2 separate regions of the Bicyclus anynana genome follow, and region 2 is linked to region 1. A link is a contact called in public Hi-C data. All regions are on one chromosome and are shown on one strand. The core of a region is the stretch at or near the end of the contact, and the rest is flanking DNA. Distances in the headings are between cores, read along the strand shown. Region 1 overlaps LOC112046466 (rab GTPase-binding effector protein 1). Region 2 holds the start of LOC112046463.

Region 1 (6,942 bases), core at 58-2,557:
TTGAGCGCGGTCACAAACGGGAGTGAGATACAAGTCCATTTTACGGTAATTGGTCTGAGGTCATCAAGGATAACTTTTATTTATTTACGTGGCTTACAGCTTCAAGTTCTAACCTTTTCAAGCCCAAGTTTTTGTATAAACTAGGTTTAACGCCGGGAGATTATAGTCTTTTTTGAGCCTGTTAAAGATTACAAATGATTTCCTTCACAGATCCTAGGAATAAAGAACTACCTACAGATAAAACGAAAATTTTATTGAATCTGAATGAGAAACGGGTACAATACCCAAGTGCATATTTGTATGTTTTCTGTGATTATGGTATTTAGGAGTTGAGTAGATTAAGAAGAGATAAGTATTTATTGGGTTTAAATTTCTAACCGACCAATGAAGAAGGAGAAATATATAATTAAATATTTTAATACATTTAAATACAAATATTTTCCTTTAATCAATATATCAATACATATAAATAAAATTGAAGTGTCTGTCTCTTTCTGTTTGTCCAGGTTAAACTTTGGAACGGTTGGACAGATTCTAATGAATCTTTCACTCAAGAATAGAGGAGGTCATTAAACAACTTATAGGTTGTTTTATCCCAGAAAATCAATGGTTTCCGCGAGATTTGTGAAAGGAATTTCGGGCTAGCCAAAAAAAACGACATTAATTAATAAAATAAACAGTTGTATTTGGTACACCTTACATTATAATATAGCGATTCAATAACATTTAGTCATAGTCGTGCTATAATACTGTATGTATAAACGATCAAGTTCTTTTGAATAAGATTTTTGTGTTAATTATCTTAATTATGACAAATAAATAATTACTTCACTATTTTAAAATATATTTTGACTAATAAGTAGGTATGTGAAATGTTTAGCGCCATCATCTAATTATACAATAAAGAACAATTCAAGGCACAGACATATCACAGGTTTAACGTGTATTTTATCATTAATTAGTTTTATTATTCTTTACAAATTATTTACAGTTACATTTCACGCCAACACAAATATTTTCATTACTTTATAAATGCAAAAAATATACAGCGTTTCTATAAATCCGTGCAAATAACTAACGTAATTACTAGTAACAAGATGGCGCTATTTCACAAGTTTCACTAATTTGGCTACCCGACACTAGATGTCGCTAAAACCCTAACTTAGCATCCCTGAACCGTCTCCCCGATGTATAGTCTTCTAAGCACGGTACTTGAACTATATTGAAATAAATGTGGCCCATGAGCTGCGCGGCGGAGGTGTTGGTGGCCTTGAGGCAGTCGAACAGCATGTCGTCGCACGTGCAGTGCGACTTGCTGTAGAGCGAGTTGTTGGTGAGGTTGTAGCGGCGCGAGAAGGCGCGCACCTTGCTGGGGCACAGGTCGTGCGTGCGGCAGCAGCGGTCGAGCGGCCGGTCGGCGCCCAGGTCGTGGTAGTCGGCCGCTATGTCGCCCGTGCCGCACCACTTCGTGCCTGCGACAGTAATATCAAACATATTACTAGATAACCACAGATTAATCAATAATATACAGATGAAGCGTACGGAACACGACGATGTCGTACCCGTCACAAATACGAAATTCAAAAACGAATTCTCGAGTCAGTAGGTACCTCAATATATAATGTATCATCTATGGTAGGTACGACACAAAGCGTCGCGTCAATAATTTTCAATATTATTCAAGAAAAATGGCGGTTTATGTTTTTAAATATTTTAAAAAACTGTTTTCAAAAACTAAAGAAATAGGATGGAGTATTTTTTTTATTGGTAATTATTGATTATTATATTAATTTACGTACCTAATTGTTGAGCGTTAAATTTTGAAGTACAAAATTTAACGGTAGGAGGCTTCGGCCGTGGCTGGTTACCACCCTACCGACAAAGACCTACCGCCAGAAGAAGTAGAAACCGAAAGAGGTGTGAATTTTCATCCTACTCCTAACAAGTTAGACCGCTTCTGTTTTATTCGTAGATTGCATCGTCACTTACCATCAGGTGAGATTGTTGTCAAGGGCTAACTTGTAAAAAATAAAAAAAAAATCAACACCTCAATAGCTCCACGGTAAAGGGCCCGGACTCATCCTCGATAGGTCTCGGTTCGATTCCCACTGAACCGTTGTTGTACCAGCTTTTAACAGTAATTTCCGACTAGTTGGACGGGAAAGACATTTTTTAAAAGCTTTTATTTAACTTGCAATGTATGAATATATGTTACGGTGGATTCTTTGAACTCCATTTTTAAGTAAAAAAAAACATACACACAGCCGAACGTAGAACATCCTCCTTTTTGGAAGTCGGTTAAAAATAGATATCTTTTTTGGTCTATTGTTCGTGATCAGTCGAAGTATGAGCAGAGGAGTTATAGGATTTGTCGGTTAGAAACAACCTTCACGAGCGAGAGAAGCTCCATACATAGGTACAGGTAGGTATATGCCATATTATGTGGTTTCACCTCAAAATTAACAAAAGATGGAAAAATATGGTAAAAGATTTATCAGCGTAACCTCATTCTATTACGTAAAATATATACGAGTACTCATTACGGATGGATAACTCAACGGATATTATTATTATACTCGTTAACGTTATCGACCGACGCGTAAATTATCGAAATCGTTGACGCCTCAGCGAGTGGTTGTTTTCGCAATAGCACCGACGTTGCTGGTAGACATTAATTGCATCTTTCGTCACAGCAGACAATAGTGTAGGTATACTTGGTGTTCGCTTAGGTATACAGATACTGAAGCGATCGGTTTATGAATCTTGCCTTGTCACTGATATTCCAGCGCAATTTGACGGCCTCCGTGGCGCAGTGGTGCGGTGGATATACAAGACGGAGGTCCTGGGTTCGATCCCCGGCTGGGCAGACTGAGATTTTCTTAATTTGTCCTGGTCTGGCTGGTGGGAGGCTTCGGCCGTGGCTAGTTACCACCCTACCGGCAAAGACGTACCGCCAAGCGATTTAGCGTTCCGATACGATGCCGTGTAGAAACCGAAAGGGGTGTGGATTTTCATCCTCCTCCTAACAAGTTAGCCCGCTTCCATCTTAGACTGCATCATTACTTACCATCAGGTGAGATTGTAGTCAAGGGCTAACTTGTAAAGAATAAAAAAAAAAAATATTGCCCAATTATTGGTATGTATTGAGTCCTTAGTAGGCAGTGCATTTTTGCATCTATGAAGTGCACGCCACTGGCTGCACATCTTATATCCGTAGGAGCTAACATGCGACCAAGTGAAAGTGAGTGAAGTTGAAATTTGTCTATTCTTCTCACGATATTAGGTATCTCGTTAGTCGCACTGATGTTATTGATGCTGCAGTCCAAGATAGAAGCGGGCTTACTTGGAAGAGGCACGAGTTCCTGTACCCATATTCCAACTAAAATCGCTCGGCGGTACGTACGTCTTTGTCGGTAAACTAACTAGCCAATTTAGAAATAATTAAATCCTAAACTGGACCGAGCTGGGAACCGAACTTAGGACCTCTATGTTGAAAACCACTGCACAGCGAACCGCGCCAAAGAGAGTGCCTTATAGTTAAAGTTACCGGGTATGATGCCCTGCAGCAGTGAGAGCGGGCTGCCGCCCAGCAAGCCCGCGTGCGCGCCGCCCGCCTGCAGTCGGGCGTGCGCTGCGCCTCGCTCCCGCCAGCCCTCGCGCGTCGCTCCCGCTCCCGCTCCCGCGTCCGCGCCCGCACCCGCCTCCACTCCCTCCACCTGGAAAACACCAAACACCTTATCAACCGCTTACAACAATAACGGTAAAATTACTACAAAAGTTCATGTAAAGTAAAGCCTAATTTGACAAACAAAGGCTGTAGAGTCAGATAAGCCTCAGTAGTTCAACGGTAAGGGCGGTTGAACTCATCACCGAGGGTTGGTGGTTCGATCTCTGTCCCGTTGGTCTATTGTCGTATCCACTCCTAGCACAGTCTTTCTCGACTCGTTGGAGGGCAATAGGAATATTGGTCATATTATAAAAGATGTAGCAAATATTCTTTTAAAAAAAAGAAGGCAAAAAATGGGACATAGGTACTATAATACGCGGGTGAAACCGTGGGTCGTCTGCTAGTTCATACTTAATACTATAAAAAGGAAATTTGTTGAATAGGCTCTGAAACTAAACTGAACCGAATTTAAAAATTCTTTCTGTTGGGAAGCTACACCATCCCCGAGTGCTATTGGCTTTATCCATGTATCCTTACGGGAACGCGAACCACGCGGCCACTTGGCGTCTGCTAGTAAATTACAAAGCTTCAAGAGCAAGGAGCTTCTCGAAAGCAGAGATAGATTTAAGTGAGTTACCGCACCGGAAAGCGCAGTGTTGGTCAAGCCCCCACTATATAGACTGAGGACATCAAACGGGTTGCAGGGAACCGCTGGATGTTGGCGGCTCGAGACCATGATATTTGGAAGTCTAGAGGCCTATGTCCAGCAGTGTACGTCCATCGGATGATAATGATGATGATGAAGTGAGTTAAGTCATCGTCATCATAGTTTAAAGTAGAAAAGTTAATTAAAGAAGATCAAGAAAATGGTACAAGGAAAGCACGATTTCCAATTCCCAAGTGTTCGATGTTGAAGTACGTGCTTAATTAATAGTGCTGGCGCATGCTGCTGGCGCGCGGCCATCGCCGGACCTTTTTGTTATAATAAAACTAATTTTCATTATATAATAGGCTGTGCGATGGCTCCGCTAAGTACCATTTGGCTGCACGAGGCGGACTAACAAGCACTTTTTATAGCCATTTTGCAAAATTTAGATTTACCGAAATAAATTGTCCTTGAAACCTATAGATACGTTCTTGAAACTATACGGTCTATTGTATGTAATTTTAATTGTTAAGAAAAAACTATTTGTTAATTTAGTAATTTTAATACCTCTGTTATAGAAGAGCGAGGCCTCCTAACACGGGTTATTATATACCTGCAAGGGGGTTTCTGCCCCTAGTTGTTAAAACTGTATATAAATAAACTAAGAAATAAACGATTATTATTATGTTTGTTCTCTCATTTATTTATTAGTTCTTTTTTTTAATTTTTAACAATGTCAATATAAAAAACAAAACACTATTAAAAAATATAAAAAAAAATCAACGCTCCCGCTGCGGGACATTTGAGTGCCCAAGCTACCGGTGGTCAGGGCTCCAGAGTGAGGAACCTCCTCACAATACGCGCTGTCTCAAGAATCACTGCCTTTTGTATCCGACTCTTGATCCAACAGTTAAGCGAAAGCTTCTTAAGGTGTTGGTCGAAGCTTTTCGCTATAAGACCAACAACAATAATCACCTGACCCGATAGTCGCTGCGCAGTCATTATTATTATTATTGTGACTTGCGCTCCTGCGCGTGGGAGCGTATCAATGCCAATAACGTCCGAACTGAGACCTCCTAGAAATGATGATCTTTAGAAGTCGAACTCCTTATCCACAGCCAAAATAAACTAACCACTTATCTTCGGCAGTGCTTCAGTCTCAACCTGATTTGAACTTAATGTGGTGTTCGGTTGATAACGTCCTCGTGACAAAAAAAAAGTATTTCACTTTCAGTTTTTGTTTCCCCTGTTTACTTGGACGTTAAATAATAATAAAGAGCCACTTTCAGATGTTCTATTGGACTTTGGTATAGTTACTTGAATCTGGTAATTAATTCAGAATGTAACATAAGCCCAAAAGAACCAACCCCAATAATAAAAAAAATATATGAATATAATTTCATTAGTCAATAGCGTGGTAGATATTAATATGTACGAGTAGGAATAGGTACCTATTTGTTTTTTATTCAGCAACATAAGTTTTTTATTCTTTACAAGTTAGCCCTTGACTACAATCTCACCTGATGGTAAGTGATGATGCAGTCTAAGATGGAAGAGGGCTAACTTTTTAAAAAACTCAAATACCTAACATGAAACCGATTAAAGCTACGAAAAAGTACGTTCGGTCCATAAAGAACAATACAATGGAAGCTTGTTTTATAAAATTACCGGAAATGACAAAGTAGGTCACGAATCACGACAAGTTGTAGCCAATTCCCCGATTACCCACAACGGTATCGTATTTCCAGATCGCTGTCATATCCGCGAGCTTTGATCGTACAACTTCATCACGATATCGGAATGTAGACGACAAGGTATTTACAACTACTTTAACTGATTGTTTCAAAGATATTACCTATATAAAATTTCCAATAAATTTTCTTCCAAAAAAGAGGCTAGAGAGCCTGTGTTATCATAGATTAAGGATAGGATAGTTCTCCGCTACAGATAAGTAAATCAAATAGCTTCTGAAACTTTTTTAGACCCTGATGCAAAGGAAGATGTTATAGGTTTATTATCTGTATATGTATGGCATCGTCGAGTCCCCTCTCATTCTGAGAGGAGACTCGAGCTCAGCAGTGAGCCGTATATGGGTTGATAACGAATGGCATCGTAGCTCAGAAATGGACAAACTGTTTAATCGCTCAAATAACAAACAGACGAACAATATTATGATACGGGTCACATGACGTTATGCGAGTGAGACCCTGGCCAGCATCTGGCTTGTTTATCCACCCTTGTTCTAACTGTTCTAACTGCTCGAAAAGAGTTTTTATAAAATAAATGAATTTATCAATTTCATGAAATAATGACATTATGACATAAGCAATTTAATCTATTAATTTTCATCATCGATTTATTTTTCATTTTCTTATTCATTAAAAGTTTTGTTCTGTAAATAGCAAAAGTTTATTTATGGTTTATTATAATAAAAATTGATGGCAATAAAAATTGTAATAAATATATGTTAAATTTAGGTTGAAATTTTTATTGTAAATTTTCACATCAAATATAATTATGTTATAAGGATAAATTATTGAAATTAATATTTTAATTGTAAAAATTTTGCATACTGTAATCAGTTGAATGTATAGGTGACTCAATATTTTTAAGACCAAAACATGTACCA
Region 2 (6,509 bases), core at 2,995-5,494, 40 kb after region 1:
CCGCCATATTGGATTTGTAATGACGTTTCTTAGCTAGTCATGTATTGTCATCAGAACTCGTGTTGGACAGCGTGTGCAAAATTTCATCTCAAACGTAGACCGACAAATCTTCGGGTCAAATTAAGATTCCAAGATTTTCTTACATACATAGTTAGTTACAAGTGAAGCTAATAAAAGCGTGTTAAAAATTGTCCCAGGCTGTCCAAACATATAAGCATAATTAACAATTTAATTAAAATAACAAAATAATTTTGTTCAAGCATTTTTGTGTTGCATTGCATTGGTAATATGCCCTACATTATCAAGGTAGTTACTACCTGCGTGCCCACTGACCAGTAGAACCAGCCCACGTAGCTAGGATGCCGACAGAGATGGTACACGCCGTGAGTTACCAGGTTGTGGTCGGGGCTCTTTACTGTCTGCACCTGACATGACAAATAAAAGTTACTAATTAAGTTCTTATTAATCACCATCATCATGATCCTCAGATCATTTAAGCCAGCTATTGGTTTCACATCCTCTCATCATCCTAGCATTGTTTATTATTATTAAATAAGCCAATTTGAGTCTGATTTTTTAAAAGTGGACTACTACTACAGAGTTACTAACTGTCCACTTTTGGAAACATAAACCATACTTAGATAGTTAGATAGATATGTGTATTTTAAAAGTAATTATTGTTTCAAATTAATGTTTAAAAGTTAATGTCATCCGCAGACGATCAAGTAAGCTCACATGCCTGCAGCGCTAACGGCTTGACAGCTGATAAAACTGATTGTGTGGTGTCAACTCAATCAGACATAAAACATTGTCTTTTTGGATTCGCGGCGCATTGGTGGTAGCGCCGCGAATCAAACGCCTAAAGTCTCACAATTCACCTGCTTACTGATTACAGACCCAAAGAGAGATAAAATAAAAAAATAAAACATTGTATAAAACATTTATACTGAATATCTGTACTCAATGAGTACTGGTAAAGTAGAAAACGAATGTATTTATTTGAAATTAAGTATTTTTTTTTTATAAAATGTCATTCAAAATAAATTAACTATATTATCTAATTGTTATATATTATTATTATTAGGAGTCAAATGACTAGCGATTTATACCCGCATTTTGAATTTGTTTGTTGGTATACAGTGCACCTTGAGTATGGCTGAGGTATAAAAACAATATTTTTTTATTTGATATTTAACCATATTTACTCACAAGATGATTAAAGTTAGTTTTGGCGGTGAACATGGCCATCTTCCTCAACACCTCCCCCACTATGCACATCACCACACCAATGTGAGAGAGCCAGAACACAGACTTCATACCTGGAACCAAGACCAATTGCCAATCAAAAAGTGTGATAGATTCTTCCTTCTGCTGATTTATGATCAATACAATACATAAATCAAAACAATACAATAAAGCATTGCACATTCTGTCATATTATTGGCAAGTGGCAGGACACAACATGATTGGTGGAAATGGACTTTGCTGATTTTGCTTTAATCAGCAATGGACTATGCTGTTTTTGTTGCAGACATAATTTTTTCATTGTCTTTAGCTATATTGGGTGATATTAAACATGTTCTATTATGTGTCTATAGATTTTTGTAACATAGATAACTCATTTTGCTTCATTTTGGACTTTGCAGTTTTTTAAACTAGTAGACTCAAATGCGGCAATAGATGAGGTCTTCTTTTACTTTTAGTTATTACCCTAATCATAGGCCTCTTAATATTAGCATCTCATTGAATGGATTTTAGCATCTTAGGATTACACTTTCAACAAAAACATTTTACTAGCTTAAAATTGAAGGCCAAATAAACTACAGAATGTTTTTAATACTTAGTTGCATTAGAATTGTATGTGTCCTTTATACCACTTATGACAACTAATACAAAGTTTTGATATAAGCACAGAATACATAATAATATATGTTACAAATTGACATTGCTTTTACTCTAATATACACTCAGCTAAAGCTAAGTGTGAATTATGTATGTGGTAGACCCTTAAAATACATTTTTTTAACAATAAATATAAGAAAAGTACTTTTACCAGGAAAGAAGTAATTCTCAATGGCAGCTTCAACCCAACTGGATATAGCAGCAATCCAATATTGCACACTGTGATTCAATATGAATGAATCCACTGACAGCGTTTTAGGGTTAGTCAGAGCTACAGAGAGGAACTCTGAGAAGTGGAACATTGAGAATGCCATTGCATACAGTCCGAATATGTGGTAGCTGGTGTGAGAAATAGCAAAATAGAGCCCCGTCGCAAACACTGACCCCAGGAATGCAGACCTCACTGCCACCTGTAAGAATATAACAGATTTTTTAAATAATTTATGTGTACCAGTCCTTAAATGCCAGAAATAGTTAATTAAATAATTTACAAACAACATTTTAATTTATTAAACAGGCAGTTTGCAGCTACATTAGTCTAGGCTATGTGAATGAGCATTTTAAGCTTTTGGTCCTAGTTATTAACATAATATTATGATAGTAATTCACACACGCACATACACATATGCAATTTATGTTATGTTTTGTTTTAAGTTTTAGTTATACCTACTATGATTAATTTTAAATAATTTTTCATTACAACTTGTTATGGAAGAGTGGAGCAGAAGAGTGTCACAGGAGTTTACGATTGTTAAAAGAAGACTCTAGCCTATTTGTATAAGAATTATTAACATAGAAATGAGAACTTCAAAAACCACTTCAGTTAAACTTATTGTTAACTTTTAATATTACACAAACATTAAGCTACTTATACAGCATGAGCGAAACTCATACTCCACTCTGAAATTGCAACTTACAAAACTATACAGATACTATAACTTTGCTGTTTTTTTCATTGAGCAACCATGAGCTTTGTGTAAGTGGATTACAAGTTGAATGCAGACTATAACTTGCTAGATAAGTATTATTTTGTAAGAAAAGTTATATAAAAACAATTATATTGAAAATAAGTTTAAATCTGTGCGATTATATTTAAATCAGAAGTCAATAATATAAAATAGAGAGTAAATATACAACGTTTTATATTACTTAACATAAGTGACTTGTTATAAAAAAACGGTAATACCGATGTCAGATTGATGACCATATTAGGCCTCCAAAAACTGTTAAAACTTGTATCAAAATTAATAATTTAACCAACTTTCAGTTTCCATACAGAAAACAACTATTCTTCACAAAACGTCGTGTTTTAGTTAAGTTGCAGTGTTTATTGCGAACTAATTGGATCTATTACTTACATCATATGTGAAGCCTTTTAAGGAGTATCGTAGAGCGAAGTTGAATAGACAGAAGTAAAGCCCCGGGCCCCAGTACGTTAGCGCCCATAGCTCGAAAGTATATCCGAGAACGCTGGAGGAAAACAGTGAAACAGTAAATACTAGGCAAGATAAGGAGAAACACAGTATAGCGTTCTTGGCGGCGGGATCCGTGTTACTCATTATTATCTGGCTAGATGGTAAAATGGAATAGCATAAATTGGTATCGATTTTCAAATTAACTTTTAATTTATTAAAAGTCCGAAAAGGCAAATTGCAAATTTTAAGGTTTTGAATTTGTTATTATTTTTATTTTTTTGACAATGACATTGACATCAATCAGGCCGTCTAGGGGTGCTCGTATCTATGTGTCTCTCTCGATTATCAGCGATGTTCGATGATCGTTGTACGGAAAAACATAGATGCATAGCAACTATACGAAAAATATCCTAACATAGATTTAACGGAATCAATAATCGATTATCAATGGTACTCACGGCCTCACGCGCGACTAATGCAAATTACGAAACAAATTATGAACTCATTCACAAATACAGGTTTCGATTAAAACATCGATAGTTTTCAAATATCGACATCCCTAGCCCAGACCACAGAGTAGGACGGATCTGTAAATTACATCTTTAATCTTTGTTTTGTGCTTGTGCACTTCTATCTACAGATACAGATTCGACTAACGTTTTATACTTTGACATCTATGTATCTAAGTTTTAAAGTTGTGATAAATAAAAAGTGTTAGTGGCCCATAGAGTAGAATGCAGGCCACTAACTTGAAAATTAAATAAAAAGTTCATGTAACATGGCTTGTATTATTTGTTTTGTAGCGTAAAGTTGCTCGCTAATTAAGATGTAAACCACAGACCACAAATGAAGATGTAAACACCATAAATAATGACGTGTCGTCTTGACATTCACAACATACTTTGTCTATGATGTCTATGGCATTGTTTCGATTCCGATTTTTACAAAGTAAACATTGGTAAACATTTAAAAATTCAAAAATTCAAGTGTTATTATGTCATTTCTATGGTTTGCTATGAAATAAAAAACTTGATGCCGAATGTTGATAACAAAACTTAATTAAAATAGCATAAGATGTAAATTTTGATGCATATTTTAAATTATTTTACCCGGCTAATTACGTATCTCAGCTCTCCATGACAACATCGTTTTGATTCGAGTTTCGTGTTCCCAATTTTCTTTTCTCCGGATATTGGTAGATTCTACCTTGCTAATGTTTAATTTCCTTAGTGGTCGGATATGAGGTTTATTGAGGCAGCTTATGCTTAGAATGCGGACTGCGAAATCTGCATCGGGATCGTGAGGTAATCGACGCAATGAACGATCCGTGGGACGTAAAATCGGTGAGGCAATCAAACCAGTACATGTCCTGCATGAAGATAAATGGGGTGCCACTCCTGCCGCCAGTTGTAAGTTTGTTATTTTATTCTATATTTAAAATATAACAATTCGGTAATAGTACGCCTTATTTGTAATTTCTGGAGCCACTCCTCGCCTCGCCACTCCCTTCTGTGGTGTCTCCACACTTAATATGACAAAAAAAGGGTGGATAAAGAAATTATTCATATAAGTTCTTAAATATGGTGCTGTATTTGTTGAAGCATAACACCAAATATCAAGGGACCCTCACACTATACCATCATTTGTTTGCTTGTTAAGCAATAAGCCTTGAACAATATCACCCTTTGGTTGTATGACTTGGTAATAGGAAAGAGTTATTGATTAGAAATAGGTATTTTCATAGAAATTCATGATGAATTCATTTATTTTTCTTTTCTTACTATCTTTTGTCTTGATTGACACCTTAAAATTGAACATTGTAGTGTGAACATCTGAAAAAAAAACTGGTTTTGTTGTGTAGAGATTTTTGGGGTAAAGTTGGCATTGCATTATGGATTTATTGCTTTTTTTGACAAAGTATAGTAAAATAAGTAGGAAATTTATTCATCATTCATTGATTCTTCACTTAAAAGATATAATGAGTAAATAACTAGATTTACTTGTATCAGTATATTCATAGTTGCATTAGATATGCATAGTGATTCACTCACTTGCAGGCTAGTTACTAGAACATTTGCTTTGTTCAAGAGCAATTCTAATTAGAATTATGAAACAATGTGCAGAGTTAATTTACTTCAGTGTGCATAGAAAATATTTACATAAAACTATTTATATTATTCTACACTCAGCCAATGCTCTCAGCATAAATTTGTGTGTAGTTGTTTGAGAATTATTTCTTGCTTGCTTGCTCTTTCTTAGGGTTATTTTAAGACTGTGATATATCTTAAAATATTCATTAAAAGCAGATAATGTCAAGGAAAATTATTAAGGATTAATAATTAAGTTTATAAAATACATTTACAATTACTACCATTACAGAAGCTTCTAAAAATAAATTTCTTTTCTGTTAATCCTATTAATCATAGTGTGATATATTATTCATTATATTACTGCCTAATACATTATTATAGCTTTCTATTGATGAAAGAATTTTTCAAATTGGGTGGTTCTGAGTTTATTTGTTTCACAAATCCTTCCTCTTTATAATATTAGTGTAGTTTATTTAATTTAGTTTTTCTTTCTAGTTTACCTTTAAAAATTGTCATAATTTTACATAAAATGTTTTAATATTTTATGTAAAAAGGTTCTTCTGATGCAGTCAATTACAGGAACCAATTCATAATAAAAAATTTATTAGTTAGCAGAACAGTGACAATTTAAAACTACTCATTTTTAATAATATTGGTTTCTTTTTTCATTCTGTTTTTCAGTTAGTCTATGTATAAAAATATAAATATATACTGCAATAAATTATATTGTATGTATTATGTGCCTCTTTTCAAAAAGCTTGCAAGTAATTATACATTGGATTCTGTTTAAGCTTTACTATAAATTGCAAAAGATTCTATTTCCAGACCATATGAAGGTGAATTATTTTTCAATGTTGTTGTAATTGTTTTGAAACTATCAAAGCTAATCAAAATCTTTGCAGTTGTCAAAAGAATGTCGCAAAGAGATGCAGTACTACAAACTACTTGCAAAAGAAGTGGAAAAACGAATACAAACCCTCAAACCGTTAATTTTTGATACTGATACTGAGTCAACTGAGGATAAAACTGACGCTCCTGACCTCCCTGAATCAGAGCATAGTTATGAGCTATCTCAAGATGACATTCATGGCAATTTTAATTG

The links. Hi-C and Micro-C count contacts between places; a contact is called where the count stands out from the background.
Region 2: a Hi-C map of whole body shows a contact between it and region 1, with 7 times the contacts expected there. The contact joins the promoter of LOC112046463 here to the enhancer-like site in region 1. A contact is called at or near these places in 2 of 2 Hi-C or Micro-C datasets (whole body and whole larva).

Annotation. Positions count from the first base shown.
Region 1 is chr14:621,899-628,840 of ilBicAnyn1.1, forward strand. All of the region lies in intron 1 of LOC112046466 (rab GTPase-binding effector protein 1), which reads right to left. It overlaps LOC112046471, which reads right to left. Exons shown (of 4, transcript XM_024083094.2): 3 at 3,548-3,716; 4 at 665-1,472. The coding sequence ends at 1,150. Among protein-coding and RNA genes, the nearest start is that of LOC112046471, 29 kb to the right of the region's middle. Within about 2 kb of position 1,308, at least 8 of the 8 cell types and tissues checked have open chromatin away from gene starts, as enhancers often do.
Region 2 is chr14:658,934-665,442 of ilBicAnyn1.1, forward strand. LOC112046463 reads left to right here and starts at 4,245. Exons shown (of 6, transcript XM_052885660.1): 1 at 4,245-4,726; 2 at 6,089-6,243; 3 at 6,310-6,509. The coding sequence starts at 6,145. All of the region lies in intron 1 of LOC112046466 (rab GTPase-binding effector protein 1), which reads right to left. It overlaps LOC112046477 (protein-S-isoprenylcysteine O-methyltransferase), which reads right to left and starts at 3,605. Exons shown (of 5, transcript XM_024083104.2): 1 at 3,261-3,605; 2 at 2,054-2,312; 3 at 1,210-1,319; 4 at 318-425. The coding sequence starts at 3,461.